3 separate regions of the Mus musculus genome follow, and regions 1 and 3 are each linked to region 2. A link is a contact called in public HiChIP or PLAC-seq data. All regions are on one chromosome and are shown on one strand. Each heading gives the region's core, a stretch centred on a gene start, on an enhancer-like site or on the middle of the called end of the contact. The rest is flanking DNA. Distances are from core to core; before and after follow the strand shown.

Evidence for each region. HiChIP or PLAC-seq counts read pairs in DNA pulled down with a chosen protein or histone mark.
Region 1: an H3K4me3 HiChIP or PLAC-seq map of craniofacial prominence shows a contact between it and region 2, with 4 times the contacts expected there. The contact joins the enhancer-like site here to the promoter of Mirc35hg in region 2. A contact is called at or near these places in 11 of 39 promoter capture datasets (the 3T3-L1 cell line, the C10 cell line, the HPC-7 cell line and 8 more), 6 of 484 Hi-C or Micro-C datasets (CD4 T cells, bone marrow-derived macrophages, embryonic stem cells and 2 more), 15 of 115 datasets of contacts at active chromatin or transcription factors (craniofacial prominence, double positive thymocytes, effector CD8 T cells and 7 more) and 1 of 9 other capture datasets (liver).
Region 3: a FOXA1 HiChIP or PLAC-seq map of pancreatic cancer cells shows a contact between it and region 2. The contact joins the promoter of Klhdc10 here to the promoter of Mirc35hg in region 2. A contact is called at or near these places in 1 of 484 Hi-C or Micro-C datasets (embryonic stem cells), 3 of 115 datasets of contacts at active chromatin or transcription factors (embryonic stem cells and pancreatic cancer cells) and 2 of 9 other capture datasets (adipose tissue and pancreatic islet).

Annotation. Positions count from the first base shown.
Region 1 is chr6:30,353,465-30,357,593 of GRCm38.p6, forward strand. No RefSeq gene overlaps it. Among named protein-coding and RNA genes, the nearest start is that of Zc3hc1, 35 kb to the right of the region's middle. Within about 2 kb of position 1,462, at least 87 of the 459 cell types and tissues checked have an H3K27ac peak or open chromatin away from gene starts, as enhancers often do. A contact at or near this core is called in the HPC-7 cell line, bone marrow-derived macrophages, double positive thymocytes and 2 more, where this site is marked.
Region 2 is chr6:30,172,172-30,176,805 of GRCm38.p6, forward strand. Mirc35hg (microRNA cluster 35, host gene) reads right to left here and starts at 1,954. Exons shown (of 2, transcript NR_126540.1): 1 at 1,509-1,954. It overlaps BB283400 (expressed sequence BB283400), which reads left to right and starts at 4,452. Exons shown (of 1, transcript NR_038124.1): 1 at 4,452-4,634.
Region 3 is chr6:30,399,418-30,403,652 of GRCm38.p6, forward strand. It overlaps Klhdc10 (kelch domain containing 10), which reads left to right and starts at 2,438. Exons shown (of 10, transcript NM_029742.3): 1 at 2,438-2,733. The coding sequence starts at 2,577.

The sequences.
Region 1 (4,129 bases), core at 212-2,711, 180 kb after region 2:
GAGCCAGGCCAGCATACCTTTAATCAATCCCAGCACTCAAGAGAGACAGGCAGATCTCGGAGTTTGAGGCCAGCCTGGTCTACAGAGAAGAGACCCAGGACAGCCAGGGCTACACAGAGAAACCCTGTCTAGACAAATCAAACCAAAAAATAAGAACAAAAAAATGAAGGGTTCTGTCCTGGGGAGTTCCATTATGAGCCCCGTCTAATGGGGTGGTACTGAGGGTGAGGCCGGACCATCTCCTGACGGACTCCTGCTACAGGAGCCCAACTGCTCTCTGCCGACAGACACAATCATCCTGTGTGGAGCTATCTTAAAGGCCAGAGTGGGGAGGCACCCAGGTTGGCAGCTTAACCAGAAAGCCAGTCATTATGACACTGAGGTCATTCTTTTAGTCAGCAAGGCCAGAACTAGGTCTCCCTCCACCCTCCCTCCGCTCCCTCCCCCAGGGGGGCAGTCTGTAATCAGGCTCACTTCAAGAAGGGTAGAAAGCATGAGGGGCTGTGGGCGGCAACAGGAGCGCTGAGGCTCAGATGGCAGAGGGTGTCACCAACCCTCTAGTGCTGTGGGAGTTGCGGAGAGAGGCCAGGCAAAGCTCTCGGGCAGGCGCTTGGTGGTCTACTCTCCTGGGGAGCAGAGAACTTCATTCCTACCCCAAAAGGATGGCTCCCTTAAAACAGACAAGCATCATGGTACATACCTGTGATCCCAGCACCTGCAAGGTAGAGGCAGGAGGATGGAGAGTTTAAAGCTGACTACAAGAGAACCTGTCTCAAATATCAAAACACAAGGCAGGGTGAAGGGGCACAAGCCTTGAACCCCAGCTCGTGGGCGGCTTGGCAGGCAGAATCTCTGAGTTTGAGTCCAGCCTTACAGTCACTACATAGCAAGAGGCATGTCAGCCAGGCTTACAGAGGGAGATACAGACCCTGTCAGGAAAAAAAAAAAAAAAAGGAAGGAAGGCCGGGTTGTATGCCTTAAGTCCCAGCACTCTGAGTTCGAGGCCAGCCTGGTCTATGGAGTGAGTTCCAGGACAACCAGGGCTACACAGAAAAACCCTGTCTCAAAATAAATAGATAGATAACTAAAATAAAACAGGGAGGGGAAAAAACAAAAACAAAAACAAAAACAACCAAGAGAACAGGTTGGTGAGATGGCTGCTGTTATGACAAGGACCCACCTAAAGGTAGACAGACAGAATCAACTCCAAAGTTGTCCTCTGACCTCCACTCTTGTGCCATGATAGACCCCTCCAATCACACACACATCTTTTTTTTTTAAATTAAAAAAAAAAATTAGGGGCTGAAAAGGTGACTTAAGAGTTAAGAACAAGTGTTGCTCTTCCAAAGGACGTGAGTTCAATCCCATACGTCTATGTCAGACAACTCACTTCCTGTGACTCCTGCTCTAGGAGACCTATGGCTTTTGGCACACACACACACTCTCCCTCTCCTTCTCCCTCTCAAAAACAGAAGCAAAACAAAACAGCACCCACCCACATCACTTCCTGTTTCTTGCCCGACCTCACTCACGGCCCCTTTGGCTTTTTTTTTTTTTTTTTAATAGGACCTCATGTAGCCCATGCTGGCCTTGAACTCACCACTTATCCAAAGCTGACCTTGAACTCCTGACCCCTCTGCCTCTGCCTCCCGAGTCTGGGTTCACAGCTTTCCATGTTGGCCTTCTAGTGCACAGATGAGCCCTGCTATGGGTGCAAACATTCCCCTCACAGAGGGTACCCCCAGTTTTTCTCCTGCCACACCCTTGCCTCCCTAATGCACTAAATCCAAAGAGCTGGGGACTTTCTTGTCATTTATCCTCATTTTTAACGCCTCAAAGAATGTTTTCTAACTCTGTTGTGATTTTAAGACTGATTTTTTGAACCACGGCACCCATATTTGCCCTCCTTTTACTTTGAAAAATTCCTGGGCTAAGTTTATGGGAACTGAGCCCAGATCACAGCTGACCACTGAGGAGCAAGAGAGCTGGGGCCCCTGCAGACCAGTAAGGTTCAGGGAGAGGATGGAGGTGTGGACCGTGTGGTGGAAGGAGGAGGCCACTGCCCTGTTCATTCTATGCCTTTTACTTTGACCTGTGAAGTGATTTTTCCAGAGACTCTGGGATCCCAGCATTGTGCTCACCTCGCAGTAGGCATTAGGCCTTCTGGCCTCTGATCTGGGGTGCTCACCTGCCTCAACTGGCTTTCTGAGGGGAAAAGAGGCAGGAAGTGGTGCAGCTGACCAGACTGAGCACAGGGAAGGCGCTCCTGACTCCCTGTGGCCTGCTAGTCCAGATCCAGGCTCAAGTGGCCGCAGGATAGATGACTCAGGTAAGCCGTGCAGGCCAAACAGGCAGTGTCCACAGCCCAGCAGGCCGGGCCTATAATTAGCTTGCCTGTTGTCTTCTTAGCACCATCTCCTAAGGGTGGCCCTGCTGGGCCCTGAGCCAAGGCTGGAGGAGGCTGGCAAGAATGTGGTTATCTCACTTGGTGTTTGGTTGCCCAAGATGCTGCTTCCCGATGCTTCTAAAACTGGGCATCGAGCTGAAGTACCAGCACCTCTGCTGATGGGGGAGAGCCACTGGGCGAGAAGAATCCTTCCCATAGCAAGGATGAGCTAGCGAGACATTCTGGGATGTTTTTGCCTGAGCCCAGTGCCCATTTCTTTTCCTCAGACCCAAAAGTCCCTACAGCCTGGAGACACGGGTGGCCAGGTGTGCAGCTAAGGATTGCTTAGCAACCACGTAACAAACATCAGGTCCCTTAGCTCTTAAGCAGCCCTTTGACATAGACACTGACTACTCCTGCCCCTTTTACATATCAAGAAGCAGAGGCCCCAGGAGCTGGCTCAGAAGACAGACTGATAACAAGGGCATCCAGTATTTGAGTCCAGATGGCCAGATCCCGACTGACTCTGAGCTGGCTTGGCCACAACCTGTGTGCCGTCTTGGCTGTCACTCCCCACTCTGACCTTGGCTGAATGCAGGGAGTCAGGCCATAGTCTTTGCAACTTTGTGTCTGGTTCTACCGCTGGACAGGTATGGAAAGGGCACTGGGTGGAAGGCCCTCCCTTCCCTGGCCCTGGACAGCCATGTTTACTTCTGGTTGGGAAGTGTGGCTTCATAGGCACCTGACTGACCTGACGGGGTGGTAATGAACTCATGACCTGTACCACTGACTCACGGGCCAAAGCTGCTTCCCCACTCCATTCCTCAGTTTCCCCGGTGGATCAAGGGGCAGTAATGACCTCTTTGTGTTCCGTGCCGCCATGAATCGGGGTCAGTGAGCATCAGTCACACACCCTGGAATGCTCACAAGGAAAGGGTCATCTGCCGGGCCCGAGCTGCACGGTTGCCCGTGATGACATTGCTCTGGCCCTTGGCCCTGTGGCCACGTCCTCCAGGTTTTGTTACTGGCTTAACTCTGTGGGCTGGGTTTGGAGTGACTCAGCCTGAGTGTTGGTGACACCTTGGGAGGACTGGCGTCAGTGCAGCCATGTGGAGCAAGGTGGCTGCCAGTGGCTCGTCTCCTCTTGTGGCTTTCTCTTCTGGCTTCCCAGTCAGTCTGGTCTTTAGGCATTTCTGCACGCCTCTAATGGTGGATACAATGTCTCTAATGCTGGATACAAGGGATTAGCCCTGAACTTTAAGGAGAGCATCCTCAGGAGTGCCTTTAATCCCAGCACTCGAGAGGCAGAGGCAGGAGGATTTCTGAGTTTGAGGCCAGCCTGATCTACAGAGTGAGTTCCAGGACAGCCAGGGCTATACAGAGAAACCCTGTCTCAAAAAAAAAAAAAAAAAAAAAAAAAAAAAAAAAAAGGAGAGCATCCTCCACTTCTCTGGATCTTCACTAAATACATTCTCTTTCCTCTTCTCTGGGCACCCACCTCCATGCTGTCCATTTTCCTATCACTGGACTGGTCTGTGCTACAAAGCAGGCAGCCCCAACTTCCAGTCTACACTGACTTAGACAAGACAAAGCCAGATGCTGTGGCGAGGCTGGCGAGGTGGTGTCTGCCTTCCATAAGAGCGCTAGGGAGGCACATGGAGGTGGGTCTCTGTGTCTGAGGCCAATCTAGTCTAAATAGAGCAGAGGTTCTCAACTTGTGGGTTGCAACCCAACGTGGGAGGG
Region 2 (4,634 bases), core at 704-3,203:
TATCTCCATCGAATGCTGCAAAGGCTGGGGCGGCTAGCCTCTCCACTAGCTCAGGGCGTGGCCCAGCCTCCTGGTTGGCTAGTGAAATCTTAGGAGCCCCTCAAGCTGCTTTTGATGCAGTCCAAGCTACCCAGGCATGCACCAAACTCGAGTGTGCTCAGCTGTGCACAGCACAAGCACGTTCCCAGGGCCACTGGACCCCGTTAATACTCCTAGTGGAAAATAAGAATAAACGAAATCCTCACAAGGGAGACTATTACAGTGAAATTGTTTCTTCTTTGTGTAATAATCTCCCACCCACTGACCCCCCTCACTGTTTGAAAGGGTGGCTAGAAGCCCTAAAGAAAACAAGTGGAGGATGAAAGGTGGGCTCGGTTTACTGGGTTTCTTAGAAGGCTTGATTGACCTCGGAACAGAAATCTAGAAACATGATGCCCAAGGTTTGTCTAGGCAGAGGGTGATGCAGGCTAGACTGACTGTGCACGGAGTCTCAGGGCGGACGTGTAACACAGGTACCTGGCTCAGTGTGAAAACTGGACTCTTAGTCCTCAGGAGGTTAGCCAGCAGGAAACCTAGAAGGCCCTGTCCTAACTATCTCTGACAGAGACGGCGCCCAATAGGGCACCCGCCCCCCATCTCTGTCCCTAATCTCCTAATCAGAATTGCATCCCTTGCGCTAGCAGATCTTTCTACTTAGTGTAGGGGTGCCAAGGATGAAGGAAGGGCTCAGCCTGTAGGGCTCCGCAGAACTGAGCGATCCCTGATGCCTGGGCTGCATCGCCACTGCCGGTAACTATTGGATACACCGACTAGTAAAACATCCGAGACATGTTCCGGGGGCAGGATTCTGGGGACCTGGGAGCAGCCCTTGCTAACCGAATTGGTTCGGACTCAGAACTGGTATCCGCTTGCTCCAGGCCGGAGGATACAGAAGGAAGGCAAGCTGAGTTCTTGGACCAGCTTTTCCCAGGGGACTGGGCGGGGCAGGCTCCGGGCCACGGAAGCGATAACCAACCTGCAGTGAAACCCTGAGAAGGGGCTGGAGAAACCAGCTCGACGCAGGAACGCTCCCCAGCCCGCGTCGCGGCCAGCCTCCCGGCCTTGCACTTCCTCCCAGGCCCAACAGGGCGGCGAAACTCCCGGGACCCCAGCCGAATTCCTCCGGGAGGCGACATTAGGGCGGGCAGCATCAGGCACCGAGCCAAACCCAACCTAGGCTCAAAATGCCCCCCGCTTTCTTCCCGCCCCGGGAACCGCACTGGATGCGGTGCACATGGTACTGAGGGCCCCGTCCCCTGGCACCTCGCCGGCATCCCCGCCAAAAGGCCAAGGAAGTCAGGAATTCACAGTGCCGCGTCATCCCCGAAGGCCACAGCCACGACGTGGCCTCTGCTTGCCCCTCCGGCCGCCCACAAAACTGGGTGCTAGAACTGTTGGCCCTCCGGCACCCGCTCCACCTTCTCCCTGGCCCAGCACTGGCTCCGCCCGGCCCCGCCCCGCACACTCACCTGCGCCGGCTCCGGGCTGGGCTCACCGCCGCCTCCCAGCTCTGCTCCGAGTCCACACCCGAGGAACTAGGCAAAAAAAGGGCCCTCGTTTGGAGCGGGCCCAATGGACAGAACTTGAGGCGTGCCCAGGTTGAGCCGAGAGCGGCGCCCCAAATCACCAGGACCTTGGCGGGAGGAGGTGGCGCCGGAGCGCGGAGCCCAGCGGGGGAACAAAGAGGAGCCGGGATGGGGCCGCGCGCTTCCTGGGTGTCGGGTGACAGGTCTGCAGGGGAAGGCCCCGGCCGAGCCACCTGAGGAGGAGCCTCTTCCACGCAGCAGGCGGGGTAGGGCTGAATGGTCACCGAGCCCCAGAGGCAGACGAAAGGGGTGCACCAGGTGTGACGATCGTGTTCAAGGAAGGAGGCTAGCAGGCTCCGGCGCCGAGACCCGGGGGCTCGACGGAGTGCAGAGATAATGACTCCGGGAGGGTTTTACCGCCCCCAGCGCCCCGCCCGCCCCCCGCGCCGCGCCATTGGCTCAGGTGCTGTGGGGCGGGGGAGGGACGGGAGGCGGACCGAAGATGATTCACCTTGAATGTTGCTCCGGTTGGTGCGCGTCGTAGGGCACGCCCGACCGGGACTGCGGATACGTCGCGAGCCCCGCCTGTTCGCCGAACCCAGCTGGGTTTGGCCCCTAAGGGGTCCCGCTGCCCACTCGCTGTTCTAGCCTCCTACCTTGGGCTGGGGTGCCGCCGGCCGAGGTGTGCCCCGATGCCCTACCATCCCACCTCCCTCTGAACCCCTTGCTAGCCAAGGTGTGTGTAGCACAGCAAACTTGGAAATCCGACTCTGGGCTGGGGGAGGGGAAGTGCGTTTGGAGGCCAGGAGTACTGTGGGACCACACTAGACGGTACTCTGCAGCCGGAGAACTGGCCACAGTCTGTTCTGCCTCGGTGGGAGCACCCTGGCCCGAAGGTAGAGAGTTGGAGTGGGCACCAGAGGCTCGCCACTCGTCCTAACCCACCTTTGCCTAGCCCTGAAGCCTCACAGGTGTCTGGCCGCCGCCGCCGCAGGGAACAAAGACCGCCTGTCCCGGAAGGGGGAGGGGAAGGGAAGCCACCCCCAGACCCCTTCCCATCTCCCTTCCTGCCCCTCCACTGCCGCAGTGGCTCCCCCGGGAGGGGGCGGGGCCATCTGGAACGAGGACGGGGATTAGATCCCTCGGAACCTTCTTAGCTAGGATGCCACCCCGGAGCCTCTGGGGAGGAGCAGAGTTAAGGTACACCCTAGCTGTCTCGTTTGAAGTGGCCTCTTCCTTCTCCCCAGCATCCTGAGACCAGAGAGTGCGCACATCCCCCTCCCCTGCTTTGAGCGCCCTCCCATTCCCTGCCGCGCCCGGCTGCCCCAGACGGCAACCACAGTTCAAAACCAGATTAAAATAAAACGTTAATCCGCCTTCCTCCCTTTTAGCTCCTAGTTCTCCCAATGAATCCGGGCAGGTCTGACCGCCTAGAAGCCTCTAAAACCGGGTGTGGGGGTGGGGTGGGGCTTAGCTGATGTTCCCACCAAACTAAAGGGCCCTTGCGCTGAGACTGAAAACCTTGAGCTCAAGCGAAGTAAATGGATTAGGGGAACCGAGCCCCTGGATTCCTCCCTCCCCTGCTGTCTGCCAGGGTCCGAGAATGACGCTGCAGATACGAACCCTTCTAGATACTCAGCTCCTGGGCAAGACCTGCTTCAGCCATGGATGTTACAGACAGATGGCTCCGGAGGCAAGACCCACCCCAAGGCAGGAAGGCCAGGACCCGCTTGTCCCTCTCCCAGCACAGTTGGGGATGGGACGTGATGCACCAGAACCGAACAGGAAGAGCAGGGCACGACCCGACAGACCTCAGGGGGGTGTGGTGACTCTACATTAACCCTCCCTGTCCCGCCTCCTTCCCTTTCCATCCCTGTGGCCCTGAACCTCACTGCCGGCCGGCATCTCCACTCACGCCCTACCTGGTCCCTAGGCCTGTCCGGCACCAGGCGGTCACAGCTCTGTGTGCTCGGACGCGCAGGCCACACCGGCTGCGAGTGACCCCCTAGTCCTGCCGCGCCCCTTTATAGCGTACGCCCCGCCCCCCCGCGCCTCGCCTGGGCCCATTCACCTGCTGTCGAGAACCAGACACCGCAGAACGGAAAGCTAGCCGCTCGGCTGCGGGGTCCCGCCGTCGGACTCGAAGGGCGGGGGCGCGGGTGAGATGGATCCGGTTTCTACCTTTCTTAAATGCTCTGTTGAAAGTCGAGACAGCCCCCGCCCAAGAGCCAGCGTCGCTTGCTGCCCGCGCAGCTCCCTTCTCACCCTGAGACCCCCCAGCCTCACTCTAGGAGGGGCCGTGAAATTGCACCCGCAAGGTCCTCATACATATTTTAGGTAGCAGGCTCGACCAGTAACTGGAGCTGGACCGGAGTGGTGAGGGGGCGGTCCCCAGGGACCCGATATCCCAGATCGCTTACAGCCCGGGGCTCCGGTCGGTGAAGAGCTCGGACGAACCCAGATCCTTACTTTGCTGGCCCGCCGAGTGTACCCAAGGCTGCATGCAAGTATCCTACCCTTCCAACTTGTGCCTACGAGCTGCGGTATTCCCCACCTACAGATACAGAGATCCCTCCCTTCCAGAGGACAACGACCCTCTCGGGCCAGAGCCGAGCTGTTAGAGACATGTAGTTTGCTTCCCGACCCTGGATCACGGTTTAGAAGGGGCCTTACTTACGCCTCACCCCACCCCCACGCCCCCACGCCCCCACGCCTACAAGATCTTGTGCTTAGGCTCTTGAACCTCAGAGCCTTACCTGGTCCCTAGGCCCGTGGGGTACTGAGTGGCCAGCACGCCCTGTGCCAGGCAGGGCACGTAGACTCAGCGTTCCTAGCATCTCTCAGCGTGTCCATTATTCTTCCCCAACCTCTGCCCTGTGCAATCTACCTAATCCCAACCTCTCACTCCCTCGTGTTAGCCCCAGTTGTGCCGAAAATGTTGAGTGAGGAGTTAGTCCTCAGGTTCCATCTCCCTTTCCACTAATATGTATCAGCCTCGGGGATAGGGTTGCTGTGCGGACTACAAGCCCCGAGACCAACCCACTTCTTGGGCTCTTAGGAACAGTGGGG
Region 3 (4,235 bases), core at 1,188-3,687, 230 kb after region 2:
AAAGACAACATTTCTTGGCTCTGGAGAGATGGCTTAGTGATTAAAGAGCACTGACTGCTCTTCCAGAGGTCCTGAGTTCAATTTCCAGAAATCACATGGTGGCTCATAATCTAATGGGATCCAGTGTCCTCTTCTGGTGTGTCTGGAGACAGCTACAGTGTACTTGTATGCTTAAATTAAATGAATAAACCTTTAAAAAGGATATTTCCTTATATTAGAATCAGGTTGTTCAGTTGGTACAATTCATTTTTAAAAAAATGTATATATGAGTGTTTTGTTTGCATGTATGTCTGTGTACCTTATGTGTGCCTGGTACCATTGACACCAGAAGAGGGAATTCGACTCTTTGGGACTGGAGTTACAGGTGGTTGTAAGTTACCATGTGGGTACTGGGAATCAAATCCAGGTCTTCTCGAAGAGTGGCCAGTGCTTTTAGCTGCTGGGTCATCCCTCCAGCTGGGGGAGTACAATTCTTTAGAAAAATTAACTCATTAGGGGTTTTTTTTTTCTCCTGTTTTAGGATCACAGACTTTGGTTTTGGGGAGCGGCTGGGGACAGTCTCATAAATCACAGAGTGGCTCTAAACTCATTATATAGCCAAGGCACTTGAATTTATGGGCCTCCTACTTCTGCCAGTGAGGTGTTGGGCTGGGGAGACAGGCAAGCACCATCACGCTAGGCTTCTGTTTGGTCCAGCCTTTTTTCTTAAATTTAATTTAATTTAATATATCTGGGTGTTTTGCCTGCCCTTATGTCTGTCTGTACATCACTTGCATGCCCAGCACCCAGAGGAGGTCATAACAGAGCGTCTGATCCTGAATTTGGACTTACAGATGGTTGAGAGCTGCTCTGTAAGTCCTAGGAATCGAACCAAGGTCCTCTGGACGACCAGCCAGTGCTCTGCATACATCCTTCTAGCTCTTGGTGGTCCTGGGTTTGTTTGTTTGTTTGTTTGTTTTTGTTGTTGTTGAGTCTGGATTTTATGCCGCTAAGGTTGGCCTTGAACTTGTAATGTATCTATCTGAGTGGGGCTGGATTTGAATGCCTGATCTTTCTGCCACCATCCTCGGTTGGGGATTACAAGAGTGTGTCACCATGCTGAGTTTTATACTGTGGCAGGAGACTGTACCTTTGGTGCTAGACAAGTATTTTAAGCAACTGAGCTACCTTCATCCCCAGCTCCATGGGTTTTCTTTTTATCAGATGTCAAACATTTCAATAAACTGTATCATAATGCATAATGGATAAAAATACTTCTTTTCCTACAGAAACTGGGTGTGGAGACAAAAAACCAAAATTTCATGACGACATGAAATTTGCTCACTGAGATCAAAGGAGACTTCTGGTCTCAGCACTTTCTCCTTCTCCACCCCACTCCTTAAAAAAAAAAAAAATCCAACATGTGAGGTTCTCATGTGTGAAACATCAAGGGGGTCAGCAGTCCATCAGATTAGATCTTGAAAGGTTTTGTTTCCCTTGAGAAATTTATGTTTTTTTTCCTTATTTGGAAACAGCAATGTGTATCTGCATTTTCCCACTGTGCACTGCGCCTCCCCAACTTCAAAGCCAAATTTTCGGTTTAATTTTGAAACGATGGGAATTTCTGATATTTACATTTTAAAATCACATCGTCCGTTCCATTTTCTATCGTTAACTGTGTATATTGTAAGACAATTGAGGTGGATTGTTTGTGTGTGTGTGTGTGAGTAAAACATTTACTTGATCGTGTGTCATCTAAGAGAGTATCTTTTTCTATTGTTTTTTTCTTGGCAGGCATACACAAGCCGCGTGTTTAAATAAAGATCTTCACTGATGCCTGAAAGATTTTCTTATTGAAATTTTCACTTGTGTTTCTATGATTACTCTAATATCGAACAGTTTTCGGTATTTGCTAATCGGGTTTAAAGCTGTTTGCTCTTGACGTGGCTTTTGCAGGGGAAGGGTCCCGGCAGTGCCACCGTGAGACAAAACAAATGATGAAAGCCAGGAGTTTTTTAGATTTCATCTGACTCCTCCCCCTGCCCCCACCTCCCGTGAGCCCTTTGTGTGTGGCAACAGTCCGCAGACCGGGGCTCAGTTTGCAGAACTGCAGACAGATGTACCAACACCAAGTACATGCATTGTGTACCTATGATGTTTCTAAATGCAGTGCTTATGGGACAGAATTCCGGAGTATCGACCATGCTGAGGCAGCGACCCTGCTTGGGAGTCTCCTCTGGCGTAGCCTCCCCGCTCGGTCTTCGACTATCTGGTCTGAGCCCCCAGCATCCCGGAGAAGCGGGCGAGCTCCGGGAATCGATGCGCTCTCTGAGCGTCTGCTTACGCCTTTTCTCCCCCCATCTCTTTTAGCTATAGCTATGGTTACCACGTCTCTCCCCGCCTCCCTCCACCTGCCAAGAAAGAGACTGCCCATTGGTCCACTGTCACCAAGGCGGCCAGCCATTGGTTGCTGGAGAGCCCGGCGCTACCCCGGCCCCCGTCTCCCGGGTCTCTTGAGGAGCCCGGGAAGGAGGCTCGGCTCGCGCTGCCGGGGCAGGGGCTTGCCGGGACCGGGCTGCGGCAATCGTTAGCGGGCCATGTCGGCTGCCCAGGGCTGGGACCGGAACCGCCGGCGGGGAGGAGGCGCGGCCGGCGGGGCCAGCGGGGTTAGCGGGGCCGGCGCGGCCGGCGGGGGTCGGGGCACCGGACAGCTCAACCGATTCGTGCAGCTCTCGGGACGGCCGCACCTGCCAGGTGAGTGGTGGGGCCGCTGCCGGCGAGAAGGTGGCGGTCGCCGGGCTCTGCTGCCCCTCGGACACACAGCCGAGGGAGGACAGGGAAGCAGAGCAGCAGGAAGGTGGCGTTGAGGTCAGGAGGGGAACCGGAGCACGCCGAAGAGAAGTCTCGCTGTGTCGACAGCTCGGGGAGGAGAGTTGTATTTTCCTCCCGACCGAGAGGCCGCTGTCTCTTTGACATTCCCAAATGTTTCGCTTGCCCGGTTCTTAATCTTTTCCTCTTCCGCGGATGGATGTTGTGAAAGAAAGACATTGGTGTTTAACTGTGGAAAATTATTTCAAAAGGAGTGCCAAATTAAGGAGAGGAGAGCAATATAGAAGTGATTTTGTTTGAAAGGAAAAAAAAAAAGCCAACCAACTGTGTCAGAGTTGGATATTTTGAAATGGAATGAGCATGTGAAAGTGTGTGTGTGTATGTATGTATGTGTGTGTGTGTTGGCTAGGGAGTATATGGGAAAGAAAATAAAAAAGATTAAGGGAAATGGTTGAATCAGTAATATTTGGGGATGTACAGAGACAGAATGGGTAATGGTGACTAGATTTTAAAAGGGGGAAATGAAGATCATGAATATAAAGAAACGAAAGGATGTGATCCCGGTATCAAAACTGAAAATTGGAAAAATATACCTACTGCTAAAAATTTCATGGTCTTTGAGTTCACATGTTTTAAAAAAAACAAAACAAAGTCATGTAGGTATGTGTGTAAACAGTTGTAAAAAGCGTACGTTTACAAATTTTCAGTCTGTTAAAAGGTAGAGAATTAAATCATGCACAGAATGCTAAATCATTTTATTGGGCAGTCGTGTTTTTTTTTTTTTTTCACCGTGAAGAGAATTGTCAGGAATGATGTACTAGACCTTCGCCATGTTTTTTTGTGTATGTGTGACTAGTGTTAAGTTGATTGTATCAGTGGTATATTTGTTTAGATGTTTTGAGAACCTGATTGTTTCTGAATTGTGTTTACTATTGTGACTTGTTCTTCTAGGTGGTAAAAAAAATCAGTTGATTAATTTAAAGATAACAAAGGGGATTTTACTTATTCAGAGAGATAATTACTAATATTTGTGATATGGTTTTTGATGTGTGCCAGAAATGTTCATTAACCCATTTGTTCATGCCATTAAAATAAAATTGAGACATTTGTAAATAATCAAATATACCATAAATTGGATTTGAATAAACAGTATCAGACTGGTATTCTGGAATTGCTAAATATGTGATGTTTAACAAGAAAAAAGGAGACATTTTTTTTTGTTATCATCAGTTAACAACAAAACCCTAGGTTTTCTGCATTACTAAGCCTAGAAGATAAATCCCTTGGCAAGGACTATTCCCAGTTTGCTCTCTGCCTGCAATCTTTTAAGTCTTTGGTCATAGATTAATTATTACACCATGAACTTCATGTGGGCATTCTCAGGGTCCTGCAACATACTGGTGCAGTTCCTCTCTGCTACCACATGA